2 separate regions of the Mus musculus genome follow, and region 2 is linked to region 1. The links are chromatin contacts, called in public Hi-C maps. All regions are on one chromosome and are shown on one strand. The core of a region is the stretch at or near the end of the contact, and the rest is flanking DNA. Distances in the headings are between cores, read along the strand shown. Region 1 holds the start of Alpk1 (alpha-kinase 1). Region 2 has its middle 8.6 kb from the start of Gm35585.

Region 1 (7,533 bases), core at 3,074-5,573:
CCATTCATGATAAAAGTTTTGGAAAGATCAGGAATTCAAGGCCCATACCTAAACATGATAAAAGCAATCTACAGCAAACCAGTAGCCAACATCAAAGTAAATGGAGAGAAGCTGGAAGCAATCCCACTAAAATCAGGGACTAGACAAGGCTGCCCACTTTCTCCCTACCTTTTCAACATAGTACTTGAAGTATTAGCCAGAGCAATTCGACAACAAAAGGAGATCAAGGGGATACAAATTGGAAAAGAGGAAGTCAAAATATCACTTTTTGCAGATGATATGATAGTATATATAAGTGACCCTAAAAATTCTACCAGAGAACTCCTAAACCTGATAAACAGCTTCGGTGAAGTAGCTGGATATAAAATAAACTCAAACAAGTCAATGGCCTTTCTCTATACAAAGAATAAACAGGCTGAGAAAGAAATTAGGGAAACAACACCCTTCTCAATAGTCACAAATAATATAAAATATCTTGGCGTGACTCTAACTAAGGAAGTGAAAGATCTGTATGATAAAAACTTCAAATCTCTGAAGAAAGAAATTAAGGAAGATCTCAGAAGATGGGAAGATCTCCCATGCTCATGGATTGGCAGGATCAACATTGTAAAAATGGCTATCTTGCCAAAAGCAATCTACAGATTCAATGCAATCCCCATCAAAATTCCAACTCAATTCTTCAACGAATTGGAAGGAGCAATTTGCAAATTTGTCTGGAATAACAAAAAACCTAGGATAGCAAAAAGTCTTCTCAAGGATAAAAGAACTTCTGGCGGAATCACCATGCCAGACCTAAAGCTTTACTACAGAGCAATTGTGATAAAAACTGCATGGTACTGGTATAGAGACAGACAAGTAGACCAATGGAATAGAATTGAAGACCCAGAAATGAACCCACACACCTATGGTTACTTGATCTTCGACAAGGGAGCTAAAACCATCCAGTGGAAGAAAGACAGCATTTTCAACAATTGGTGCTGGCACAACTGGTTGTTATCGTGTAGAAGAATGCGAATCGATCCATACTTCTCTCCTTGTACTAAGGTCAAATCTAAGTGGATCAAGGAACTTCACATAAAACCAGAGACACTGAAACTTATAGAGGAGAAAGTGGGGAAAAGCCTTGAAGATATGGGCACAGGGGAAAAATTCCTGAACAGAACAGCAATGGCTTGTGCTGTAAGATCGAGAATTGACAAATGGGACCTAATGAAACTCCAAAGTTTCTGCAAGGCAAAAGACACCGTCAATAAGACAAAAAGACCACCAACAGATTGGGAAAGGATCTTTACCTATCCTAAATCAGATAGGGGACTAATATCCAACATATATAAAGAACTCAAGAAGGTGGACTTCAGAAAATCAAATAACCCCATTAAAAAATGGGGCTCAGAACTGAACAAAGAATTCTCACCTGAGGAATACCGAATGGCAGAGAAGCACTTGAAAAAATGTTCAACATCCTTAATCATCAGGGAAATGCAAATCAAAACAACCCTGAGATTCCACCTCACACCAGTCAGAAAGGCTAAGATCAAAAATTCAGGTGACAGCAGATGCTGGCGTGGATGTGGAGAAAGAGGAACACTCCTCCATTGTTGGTGGGAGTGCAGGCTTGTACAACCACTCTGGAAATCAGTCTGGCGGTTCCTCAGAAAACTGGACATAGTACTACCGGAGGATCCAGCAATACCTCTCCTGGGCATATATCCAGAAGATGCCCCAACAGGTAAGAAGGACACATGCTCCACTATGTTCATAGCAGCCTTATTTATAATAGCCAGAAGCTGGAAAGAACCTAGATGCCCCTCAACAGAGGAATGGATACAGAAAATGTGGTACATCTACACAATGGAGTACTACTCAGCTATTAAAAAGAATGAATTTATGAAGTTCCTAGCCAAATGGATGGACCTGGAGGGCATCATCCTGAGTGAGGTAACACATTCACAAAGAAACTCACACAATATGTATTCACTGATAAGTGGATATTAGCCCCAAACCTAGGATACCCAAGATATAAGATATAATTTGTTAAACACATGAAACTCAAGAAGAATGAAGACTGAAGTGTGGACACTATGCCCCTCCTTAGATTTGGGAACAAAACACCCATGGAAGGAGTTACAGAGCCAAAGTTTGGAGCTGAGATGAAAGGATGGACCATGTAGAGACTGCCATATCCAGGGATCCACCCCATAATCAGCATCCAAACGCTGACACCATTGCATACACTAGCAAGATTTTATTGAAAGGACCCAGATGTAGCTGTCTCGTGTGAGACTATGCCGGGGCCTAGCAAACACAGAAGTGGATGCTCACAGTCAGCTATTGGATGGATCACAGGGCTCCCAATGGAGGAGCTAGAGAAAGTAGCCAAGGAGCTAAAGGGATCTGCAACCCTATAGGTGGAACAACATTATGAACTAACCAGTACCCCGGAGCTCTTGACTCTAGCTGCATATATATCAAAAGATGGCCTGGTCGGCCATCACTGGAAAGAGAGGCCCATTGGACTTGCAAACTTTATATGCCCCAGTACAGGGGAACACCAGGGCCAAAAAGGGGGAGTGGGTGGGCAGGGGAGTGGGGGTGGGTGGATATGGGGGACTTTTGGTATAGCATTGGAAATGTAAATGAGTTAAATACCTAATAAAAAATGAAAAAAAAAATCAGAGACATTCATTCAGTGTGTGGCAGTGCTCTCAGCTGTCTGCCCCTCCCCACCCTTCACAGCCCACATGGAGGTCAGAGGACATGTGAGAATTGTATCTCTCCGTCCACCATGCAGGCACCAGGAACTGAACCCAGGATATCAGGCTTGATAACAACCCATATCTCCAGAATTAATCATAGGATGTATAATGAATGTTAAACTAAGAATGTAATCTAATTCTTTAGTGGTAGAGGGCTTGGCAGGTGTCATGTAAAATCGGTAGCATGGGTATTATACTTTGGGGACAGTGTGACTCAGGTTTGAAGCTTCTACAGTCACGAATGCTCTCAAATGTTCAAGAACATTGAGGGCAAAGTAAGGCGCATGGAGACCTGTGTAGGCTTGAGCAGAAGCAACAAACAGACACAGGAAACTCTGAAATAGTTTTTAGCTGTGACGTCTCATCAGGCAAAGGTCAATATTGTCACTTTTAGGAGTGTTAGAAGCACACAGTTTTTTCAAATGCCAAGAAGCAAGTATTAGGATGGAGGTGACATTGTGTTGTGACATAAAATCTGCTCATCTGCTCCTGCCTTTGTGCTGGTACCTGCTGTAAATACTAACAACTTCAGAGGTTTTAATTTGTGACTTTCCAGGCTAGAGTGCTACTTTCAAATGTTACAATTTTTTAATGATAGGACCATTTTACCTAGACACCCAAAGGAATTTAATTTTTTTTATGTGCGCTTTCTTTGTAACCAAGACTTGCCCACACCCAGAATTTCTGTCCCTACTCCCCAAGTATGCTGAGTGACATTCACACAACTGTGCCCTGGCAAGAAATTACTGACTCCATCGTACAAGCAAGCGGCAGCGTCTTTGATAGCTTCCTATGTGCTCCAAACCCAGTTTCAAATCAGTAGTCCCCACAATCCTTTAATGCCCTCATCAGACACTGATTTTGTGAGCAGTAAGGCTAGCAGGTCTGGCAAGTTCTGTGACTAAGTACATTGCTATTAATCCATATATATATATATACATTAAAGGGTTCATATTTTTCTCCTCTTCACAACAACTGAACTGTAGGTAGCCTTTCCTCTGCTCTTTTTTCCCCCCTGTCCCTTCTGAGGAGCTTCTAGAAGCGCAAACCTTTCTAAGGGCTCAAGAGTTACTTAAAAGCAACAGAGACAGAGGTGGCACCAAGTCTACCGCAATCACCTTTGAGAACACTCTGCCGCCCCCATCCTGCGAGCATCTGCACCGCACCTCCTGCAAGTTTTCATTTGTAAGCTGATACTCACTCAGAAAATAACACTTCAGAGCAGCAGTCTGACCCGGGAGAGTCTTTATTCCGGTACAACCTCCCGGAAACACAGCGTTTCTCCTCAACAGCTTCTGTTTCAGGAAACGGGAATCTGAAAAGAAAAGTCCTTCCTTGCTCAGACCGTGCTTGTCTAACGCCACGCCAAGACACGCCCCGTTAGGGACTGTTGCGGGAAAGGTCTTCTGGGAGTCGTGTTACTGACTCTGGCACCGTCCACCAGGAAAACCCCAGCTTGGCCTCAAGTGCAAATAAACGTGTTGATACACGTGCCTCTGCGACGCCTACTTCTCCTCTGCGCTCCAATTCCGAGATCGACCCCCAAAAGGGGACAAGGAGAGCTTGTCTTTTGATGACATCAAAATAGTGTCATTATGTTCCTGCTTTCTCATTGGCAGTCTCTTCCTTCACTCTTGGATGACTCCATCTCTGCCCTACTCCAAATAAGGAGTTTCCCTGAACTTTCACAAGGAAAGGAACTTGTCTGATAACTGGTTTGTCTTTCAACGGTCGAAGCAAATGAAATCTGAGACTCAAGTTTTGATAAAAAAACATGTCAAAAGTACATGAAAAGATGTTAAAATGTTTATCAAAAAAAAGACATTTTTTATTGGAAAAGTTTTAAGAGGTCAACAATATTTTAACTTTCTCGAGCCTTTCTGAGCCTGCTGTGCTGAGGAAGTTTCTTTAGAAAGAATAGGAATGGACTTTCTTTTCTTTTTAAGGTTTATTTTTACTATCTTATGTGTATGAGTGTTTTGCCTTCATATTTGAGGAGGTGGTGAGCCTCCGTGTGGGTGCTGGGAATCGAACCTGGGCATCTTTACAAGGGCAACAGCAACAAGTGCTCTTAACCGCTGAGCCAACTCTCCAGGGCAGGAATGGATCTAGTAATACCAACAGGAAGCATTTGGGTAAAGCCTTTGGTACATGACCCAAGAAATGAGAACAGAAATCTCTCCGCACCTGGGCAGCAAATGCTTTAGCCAGTTGGACGGATTCCAGCTCTGCTTCTCAACCAAGTGGAAGGAACGATCCAAGCGGTCAAAAGCTAGATTGCCTAAACACTGACTTGTGATCGGCAATAATTCTTCACCCATGACTTTAGAAGTTGTTCGACCAGCCAGAGTGATGGTGTGCTCTTTTAATCCTAGTATTTAGGAGGTAGAGACAGGTAGATCCCTGTGAGTTCAAGGCCAGCCTGGTCTAACTAATGAGTTCCAGGACAGTCAGGATTACACAGAGAAACCCTGTCTTGGAAAAGAAAAAGCAAACAGGAAAAAAAAAAAAGTTGTTCAAGTAAGAACATAGAATTACTATAACAAAACTTTCCATTTATTTACATAACTAGAGTTTCCTTTTTTAATGTATGTTCTTTCTTGGAATGTTACTTTATTGTAGCTATAGATAATGTGCATCTGTTAACTAACTTCTAAGTACCATAAATATCATTGAGAAATGCACTTTTAAATAGCACTCTGTTATTCGGCATTCATCAAATATGTAACTTTGTATTTATCTTTTAAATAAATTACAAATTAAAAATACATGTATTGTAAGCATTGAATAGGCCTGTCTTTAGAATGTTTATTCAATAGTGTCTGTAGCAAAAAAGAGAAATAATTTTAATATATATATATATATTACTGTATATAAATGAGAAAAACACAGAGATATAAGAGCAAGTTTTGTACTATGAGAAAAGTCTATGAAGGAAACGTAATAGAAACAGAAACTTAGATAGAATAATATAAATTTTCACAATTGTTAAAAAAATCTTCATGCCTTTATAGAGAGATGTTAGGGGTGCCAAATTATTTGACATATAATTTTGCTTGGCCTTTAAAAGAATATGCATGGGCCTTATGGCACACACCATTAATCTCAGCACTTGGGCTTGGGGCAGATGCAAGTGAATATCTGTGAGTTCAAGGCCAGTCTGGTATATAGAGTGAGTCCTAGAGGACTACATAGTGAGATCTGGTCCCAAGGAGAGAAGAGAGAGAGAGAAAGGAGGGAGGGAAGGAAGGAAGGAAGGAAGGAAGGAAGGAAGGAAGGAAGGAAGGAAGAAAAAAGAAAGAAAGAAAGAAAGAAAGAAAGAAAGAAAGAAAGAAAGAAAGAAAGGAAGGAAGGAAGGAAGGAAGGAAGGAAGGAAGAAAGAACATGTAGAGTTTTGTTTAGGAAAACCACACAGAGATCTTTTGTAATTATTTAAAATTATAATAAAAAACAAACATCAACTTCAATATATGTGACTTTTTTTTTAAGAATTCTGCTTGGGAGCAGGCAAGTAAAAGAAGTGTTAGAAATTATTTGAGTCTGATGGAAGAATAGGAGGAAGGATTTCTGGGGTCCCAAAAGGGATAGGAACTCCACAGGAAGACCAACAAAGTCAACTAACCTGGACCCTTGGGGCTCTCAGAGACTGAACCTCCAACCACAGAACTCATACATGAGCTACACCTAGACCTCCCCACACACATGTAGCAGATGTGCAGCTTGGTCTTCATGTGGGTCCTGAACTGGAGCAGAAGCTATCCCAAAAGCTGTTGCCTGTACGTGGATATGTTCTTCTAGCTGGGCTGCCTTGTCTGGCCTCAGTGGGAGAGGATGTGCCTAACCTCGAAGAGACTTAAAGTGCCAGGATCAGGGGATACTCAGGGAGCCCCACCTACTCAGAGGAGAAGGGGAGGGAAGAGTGAGGAAGGATTATGGGAGGGGAGACCAGGAGGGGACAACGAGCAGGATATAACGTGAATAAGTAAAAACATAAAGTTAAATTTAAAAAATTTACTTGAGGAGAAGGAGTGATATTTTAGTGCCTAAAAGAAGGCGATGGATACATAGAAATATGAGAAGACATTGAGAAGAAACCAGTGTGTGAGTCATTTATCTTCATAGAGTCTGGACAATAGCCACGTCTCTCTGTGATAAGCATTCCTGGCAAAAATTCCTAGAGCCATAGAAACATGAGATGTGATGTTTCATTTTTAATCACAACATTGAGTTCCAGAAAGTTTCCCAAGATAACAGTCCCATGTAGAAATTTATAAACAAAAGCTTCACTTACTGTAAATGTCTGAGGCGTACACTCAAGTGGTACACTTAGAAAAACGGCCTGCCCTACCGTATTGATTCTGATTATCTAGGTTTTATTGTTTTGAATATAAAATGCTGAAGCAAATGCCTATCACTTATTTGTTTGTGTAAACATGATAGAAGTGTCTGGTTTGTGCCAAGTGCTGCCTTGGCACTGTGGGTGTTGGTAGTGCACACAAGTCATGACCTCAAAGCCCCATGGTGGCAGGTGGGTGGAGGAGGAAGGGATCAAGAGTTAGCTGGGTATGTGGGCAGAAGTCTGCACAGGCAGTGGGTGCTTTGTGCTTCATCACCAGCACATACTTCTGCCCACCGCACACTGGCAGGTCTTGGAAAACTGTCATATATATTGTGGGAAGCCACATGTGCCGTTGCAGGGTGGCACTGGCTACCGCTGGCCACCACGCATAAGTTTGGGTAGACACCCATTGTGTACATATGCAGTAAAATTTTTAAC
Region 2 (7,533 bases), core at 3,301-5,800, 73 kb after region 1:
AACAAAAAATTCTGTGTATATACCTGTTTTCTTTCCCCATGTCTCCATTAATGAGGTACCATTTGCTGCTTATGGGCCTGTAGGCACATAGCAATTCTCTGCTTTAGTTTTCCACATGTAAAATGGGAACAATAAAAGACCCAACCTAGATCAATATGAGATTAATTTGGCCAATATGTGTAAAACATGCAAGACTTTAGCCAACTCATAGCATGGTGGCTTTTATTTCTTCAGTTATTGGTTTTTAGATCAGCTACCAGTTTTAAGGGAAGCTTTTCCTAACTCCCCCCATCAAATGCCCCATTCCTGGGCTCACTTCTGTCTTCCTTTCATAACACTACTTAAATGTTTTTATATCCAGTCATTTATCTTTTCTCTAAACTAGATCTTAATTAAACACATGTTCATTCTATTGTTTTACTTCAAAAGAGCAATCATTGTGGGCTAGAAACACAGTCCAGTGGCAGAGCACATGTGGCCGTAGGTTCAAATCCCACCACTGCAAAAATGAAAAAAAAAAAAAAAACAGGGCTGGCAAGATGATGGGGAGGGCAAGTGGCTTGCTACCCAGCCTGGTGACCTGAATCTGACCCTAGATCCCACATGGTGGAAGGAGGCAGCTGCCTCACACAAGCTGTGCTCTGACTTCCATGCAATGCTGTGGTCCGTGTGTGCCTCCTGTGCCAAAATCAGAATTGAAACAAATAAAACAACAACAACAGCAAAACCCAACCAAATTAATTTTATAAAAAGGAATGGCCAAACATTAAGATATCACTCACAGATTTTACTGAGGTATAATTGGCATAAAATAAGATATTCACATTTCTTTAAAATGTTAGCAGTTTCATACAAACACACACACAGTGCATTCTAATCTAGTTCTAATTCTGATCTAACCTAATTCTAAGTGCTGTATGTGTAGGATGTATTGTGATCACGCTCTCCATTGCCCTCTGGTTCTTCTCCTTCCCACTGACCCCTTTTCTTCCTCACTAATCTCCTACTTTTGTGTCATTTTCTATTTGACTCCCTGAATTCAGTGAGGGTTGCTTACCTGTGCATGGATGAGGGGTTATCTACTGGCGCACAGACAATTTACTAGGGACTCTTATCACGAGACAAGTATGATATCCTCTCCCCTGGCAACCATAAAGTTCCTCATGAGCGCCTCCCTTATCCACTACAAAGTTCTGAAGAGCCCAGTCTCGGTGGGGATCCACAGCTCCTGTGTGTTCACAAGTGCAATGACCATGTCATATTCATTTCATAGCAACCCAGCCTTAGCTCTTCTCTTTCTCTTCTGTAATGCTCACTGGGCCCTGTAATGCTCACTGGGCCCTGGAGGGGACGGTATCGATGTTTTTTTTTTTTTTTTTTAAGATTTATTTATTTATTTATTATATGTAAGTACACTGTAGCTGTCCTCAGACACTCCAGAAGAGGGAGTCAGATCTCCTTACGGATGGTTGTGAGCCACCATGTGGTTGCTGGGATTTGAACTCCTGACCTTCGGAAGAGCAGTTGGGTGCTCTTACCCACTGAGCCATCTCACCAGATGTTTTATTTAACTGAGCATTCACGGTGGTAACTTTCTCAGCCCGTTGACCAGTGAGGAATCTCTGCTCTGACCCTTGTGAAAAGAAGTTTCTCTGGCCAAGGCTGAGACCAGCCCTACTCTGAGTAACTACTCGTGTTTAAAGCACAAAATTTTATAAGCTTTGACATACGTAGAGATGAGCAGAAATATCACCACAATAAAGTAAAGCTTTATATAATCTTATTTTCTACAGCTCTCAAAGCCTCTGAGAGATTTTTTTTTCCTCTTGTTGGAGTATTTCTTCCAGGCATGCTTTCAAGGGTGTGTGTGTGTGTGTGTGTGGGTGGGTGGGTGTGGTGTGGTGTGGTGTGGAGGGTGTTGTGATATCCTGCATAACTTTGGAGGAGGATCTTTATTTCAGTCACATACTGCATATAGGAATATAACCAGCAAGAGGAAATATATGGCTAGGAAGCAGAGTCTCTTCATACCATGGAAACGAGACATATTGCTCAAACTAGTGTGGAAGGAAGCTCTACTGTTGCTACCTGTTGTATGCCGGCCTGCAGGGTATACCTGGGAGGCAGGCTGGAGCTGAAAGAGACTTAGAGGGCGAGAGGTGAATGGAGACCAAGGCACGATTCTGTTCAAGCCCCGCCAGTTTACTAAGAGAGTGTGCTTATAAGGGGGACGGCCCATCCCCTTCCAGCCCATTCTTGGTGTCTGGAGCCAGCCTGTGGGCGACCTGCAGGATAGAAAGTTCCTCTGGAATATCTGGGGGCTTCTCAGCAGGTAGCAGTGTCTTGGAGAGAGCAGTGGCAGGTGACAGGACAAAAGAGCCAGCTAGGTCGGAAGGCTCCACCCTAGGTAATCTCCTTCTTAGTGGTAGCAAGGTCAAAGTCTGGATCAGCCTGCTTCAGGGCTGAGGGAGGCTACAGCCACCCAAGCACCTGCAGTTTAGAAAGGCTGTTAGTAACAGCTCTCCCTGTGTTGGAAGCGGAGAGTTCCCTGTTGTATAAAACTTTACAAGGAAGGTTCTGTTTGTTCTCTGAAAGGATTACTTCATGATACTTCACCACAGTTTTACCTTCTATCTTTACAGGACAACTTGATTAACCCCCTTCCCACAGCTAGACTGTAAACAATGCAGAACCATGCTATTCTTGCTTATTATTCTAACAGTACATTAGTGCCCCACACTTGCTCATGAAGGCTGATTGTGTTTAGAATGAAGCAAGACTAGAAACATCTTTGAGATAATGTCTTAAAGGCCTTCACTACTGTGATGGTCTGTATATGTTTGGTCCAGTGAATGGCACTATTAAGTGTGGCCTTGTTGGAGAAGGGTGTATCACTGTGGGCGTGGGCTTTAATACCCTCATCATAGCTGCCTGGAAGCTAATCTTCTCCAGATGAAGATGTAGAACTCTCAGCTCCTCCTGCACCATATCTGCTTGGATGCTGCCATGCTCCTGTCTTGATGATAATGGACTGAATCTCTGAACCTGTAAGCCAGCCCCAATTAAATGTTGTCCTTATAAGAGTTGTCTTGGCCATGGTGTCTGTTTACAGCAGTAAAACCCTAACTAAGACAACTACCAATTGAAATCGTTTATACTACACTTGGTAAAGCTTCACAGTCCTACAGGGACACAACTGGAGGAGAACTTTAGGACCTGTGCCATTAGCCAACAGCCATGCTGGACGCACTGAGGGGGAACCAATGTCAGAGCCAGAGCTAGATCCACAAGGATCCACAAGGATCCTGAGTCAGAGGAGCAGGAGTTCTAACTGTCAAGCCCGGATGACGGGGATAATGTGCAATAAGCAGAAACAGTGGCTTTCGACAGGCAGGCAGATGGCCAGGATGAGACATGTGTCATGAGTTCATTTCAAATGGCTTTGGTTTGAGGTGCTTCGGGATGTTCACTGCAGGATGAACTGGAAATGTGGCTGGAGTTGAGGATGTACAGCCAAGTGGGAGGCGAGGCGCAGACTCAAGCAGGCTTGCCAGCTCTGCTCCCTGGCTGTCTAGCTCACCACACACTCTGCATAGCTCAAAAACTATAAGGTTTATTTTGGGGGGAAAAAAGGAGGATGAGAAGAAGAAGAAATAAATATACTAATATCTATCAAGATTCAGTGAACTATAACAGATTTAAATTTCAGTGTTCAAAAGCAGTTTTGCTGGAGTGGAACAATGGTCATCTCTTCCCAATTGGTCTGACTTCATTCCCGCCCCCCCCCCCAAGGATTTTAAAAACTGCATCAGAAGTCGCATGACTTGTGAAGATGTTAACCGTCTGGCCCTTTACGGATATGGCTCACTCTCGTGCATTTATTGCTGAGGCAGCAAAGGCTGCTCTGCTTTCTAAGGCGACTTCCCCAGTAAGGAAGACGGAAAATGGCAGCTGTTATAGAAAACAGTCGCCATCTGTCTTCCCTCCTTATACAGAGCCTTTCAAGTGTTTTGATAAGACATCAATCAAGTTGTCTTAAAATCTGTATTCAAAATTTTACATCTTATTAAAAAAAAATGTGTTGGGAGCAGTGAGATGGCTCAGTTGGTAAAGTGTTTATCGTGTAAGCCTAGTGACCCCAGGTTACTCCCCAGGACACCCATAAACGTGGAAGGAGAAAACTCACTTCACAGACTTGTCCTCTGATATGTATGCCACAGCAAAAGCTTCAGCCTCACACAATCACACACACACACACACACACACACACACACACACACACACACACACCCAACACAGCATGGCACAAACTTCCCACCGCAAACTAATCTTAATAATTTATAATAATATATACATTTGTTACAATGTTTTACTAAAAACTCTCTAAGTACTTCAGGCAAGCCCAAATTATTTGCCTTTTAAAGAAGACTAAAACTCTAGGCCTATAATAAAAACTAGAGTGCATCCTTAGGTCAGACCAAGCCTTACAGGCTATGCTGACACGAGTAAGATTAGCTGTGCTCTGTTCAGCCAAAAGGGGGAGCCATGTCGCCTCTGAGGACCAGCGTTCAGTTTGACAGTCAGCCAGAAACAGATTCTTCCCAACAAGAAAGGCTTCTTGGTGTATTAAAAGGTTGCATACGAGGAACGGCAGTACGGCTGAGGCTATGGATGGTGGCCATTACACCAGGAAAGCCTTGGGCTAGAGGAGCACCAGAGAGGCAGGACACTTGACCTGGCTGCGCAGGGCCCAGAGCTGCAGGTCTAATTAAGGCCTTTGATACATTGTGAATTGAGGTTTTGTACAGGTCGAAAGCTTAGTTCTGTTACAAGCACTGGAACTCCGTGCAGTGTTACCAGAAGCATGTGTTGAGGATGCTGTCCTTTTTCTTACTGCGTGTTTTTGACACCTCTGTTAAAGATTAGGCTGCTGTAGCGAGGCAGCTGGTGGATACAGACTGCTATTCTCAACGGGGTTCTTTTGCATTCCTGCCTCTTTTGTGATTGAAACGAAGTAGGTTTGAAATCCAATCCAGGCAAAGACTGTGTGCTAGCTACAGCTCTAAGAAGTATTCCCTGTCAGTGTTCTAGAAGGCATCAGGGTTGTCCCCAGCAGAGAATTAGAGGATTACCATGCGATGACCTCCAGAGCAGCATGTCTCTGAAGTGTTCTGTATGGACTTCTGTCTGCAGGCTGGAAACGGCCACAGCAGTTGCTGACTGCAGTGTGTAGCATCTTGGAGACCTAGACAGGGTTGAGTTCCCTCTGCCAGCAGTAGTTTAGGAAGATCTCTTCCCTTGCCAGAGGCAGTAGCTTCGAGCACAGGGCCCTAGTTCTACCGAGAGTCAGTCCCTGGAATCCTGAAGGCAGCCATCTCTTCCTCTTCCTCTTCCTCGTCTTCCCCCTTCTCCTCCTTCTTTTCCTCCTCCTCAGAATCCGGGAGTGTCCTGCATTCCAAAGCCCAAATTTGCTGGGCACCAGATGGGTCCCAATTGTTGATATTTTCTTTCTGCTGTTGTTTCCCCATGTTTGTCTCTAATTTTACTAATCTGGATCTTCTCTCTCCACCTTTTAGTTAATCTGACTAGATGTTTATCAAGCTTACTGATTTTTTTTCAACCAACCATTTGTTTCATCGATTGTCTCTAGTTTATTGATTTCAGCCCCAAGTTTGATTATTTCTTGCTGTCTGCTCCTTGAGGATGCGATTTCTACTTTTTGTTCTAGAGTTTTCAAGCATGCTATTAAGTTACTAATATGAGATCTCTCCAATATTTTTTTATAAGCACTTAGTGCTATGAACTAGCCTCTTAGAACATCCTTCATTGTGTTCCATATGTGTGGGGATGTTGGGTTTTCATTTTCATTCAATTCTAAAAACTTTAAATTTTCTTTCTCAATTTCCTGACATTTTCCATTCAGAAGTGAGTTGTTCTGTTTCAGTGAATTTGTAAGCTTCCTTTTGTTTCTGTTGTTGCCAGCTTTAATTCATGATGGTCAGATAGGATGCAGGATGTTTCAATTTTCTTGTATTTCTTGAGACTTGTTTTGTGTCCAGTTATATGGTCAATTTGGAGAAGGTCTCATGAAGTGCTAAGAAGTTATAGTCTTTGATATTTGAGTGAAATGTTCTGTAAATATCTGCCAGGTCCATTTGATTTATAGCATCATCTAGCACCACTATTTCTGTTTAGTTCTTGGCTGGATGACTCGTCTATTGGATGTATGGTCTCCTACTGATGCACAGTTGACTTACCAGCTGCTACACTTGGAGAAAACTGTCTCTCCCTGTCCCAGCAGCTCAAAATTGTCAACAGCTACATGGCCTCGTCTCAGTCACGATAGTGGTTGCTTCATAGTAATTAAAATATAGAATGTACATGTATGTGTAAGGCAGAAAGTATGCTGCTATAAGGATTCTAACTTGATGTTTGGGCCATATTGTCAGTTTTCACTCTATGGTAATTCATATTCAGTGATAAAAACATTTACATAACAGGCTCATGATCCCATTACAATGAAAGTATCTATCTATCTATCTATCTATCTATAATCCTAGAAAGCCAGTTTATGTATGTATGTATGTATGTATGTATGTATATATGTATGTATATTCCAAGAAGGGCAACTTCTAGTGGGAGCTTCTATCAATTTCCTCCTCTCGTCAAACGTCTCTGTCTTTGGGCAGCCCAGGCAACATAGATGGTTCTGTGCTGTGCTGTGGTGTTGCAATGGGAACAGCAGGCTCTGAACTCAGATTTACTTACCTCTTTAAGATCAGTCCTGGAGGCTCACTCCTGAGAGGCTCCGGCAGAGCCTGGCAATACATTGGACTGAGCACCAGGTCCCCAATGGAAGAGCTAGAGAAAGGACTGAAGGAGCTGAAGGGGTTTGCAAACCATAGGAAGAACAACAGTATCAACGAACCAGACCCCCACCCCCACCCCACCACCCCAGAGCTGCTAGGAACTAAACCATCAACCAAAGAGTACACATGGAAGCCCGGTGTGGTGGCACACACCTTTAATCCCAGTACTCAGGAGGTAGAGGCAGGCGGATTTCTGAGTTTGAGGCCAGCCTGGTCTACAAAGTGAGTTCCAGGACAGCCAGAGCTACACAGAGAAACCCTGTCTCGAAAAACAAACAAAAACAAATAAACAAACAAGACTACACATGAAGGGACCCATGGCTCCATCTACATATGTAGCAGAGGATGACCTTGTCGGACATCAGTGGGAGGAGAGACCCTTGGTCTTGGGAAGGCTAGATGCCCCAATGTAGGAGAATGCCAAAGTGGGGAGGTGGGAGTGGATGGGTGGGAAGGGGGCACCCTCATAGAAGCAGGGGGAGGGAGGATGGGGTTTCCAGAGGGGAAAGGGGATAACATTTGGAAATGTAAATAAATAAAATATCCCTCCCCCCTCCCCCCCAAAAAAAATCAGTTATGGAGGCACTTAGGCAAGAGTGGGAAGCTCCAATCTACCTGAGGCCATTGTCTGTGGCTAAGCTTCCCTCCAAGTCTCTCCTGAAAG

Evidence for each region. A called contact is a pair of places that touch in the nucleus more often than the background predicts.
Region 2: a Hi-C map of muscle stem cells shows a contact between it and region 1, with 2.0 times the contacts expected there. The contact joins the enhancer-like site here to the promoter of Alpk1 in region 1. A contact is called at or near these places in 6 of 39 promoter capture datasets (the C10 cell line, the HPC-7 cell line, fetal liver and 3 more), 5 of 484 Hi-C or Micro-C datasets (the 63-12 cell line, B-cell progenitors, cortical neurons and 2 more), 5 of 115 datasets of contacts at active chromatin or transcription factors (the 230-238 cell line, CD8 T cells, bone marrow-derived dendritic cells and 2 more) and 2 of 9 other capture datasets (adipose tissue and liver).

The regions. Positions count from the first base shown.
Region 1 is chr3:127,776,204-127,783,736 of GRCm38.p6, forward strand. It overlaps Alpk1 (alpha-kinase 1), which reads right to left and starts at 4,324. Exons shown (of 14, transcript NM_027808.1): 1 at 3,958-4,324.
Region 2 is chr3:127,848,986-127,856,518 of GRCm38.p6, forward strand. No RefSeq gene overlaps it. Among named protein-coding and RNA genes, the nearest start is that of Gm35585, 8.6 kb to the right of the region's middle. Within about 2 kb of position 4,551, at least 32 of the 459 cell types and tissues checked have an H3K27ac peak or open chromatin away from gene starts, as enhancers often do. A contact at or near this core is called in CD8 T cells, cortical neurons and muscle stem cells, where this site is marked.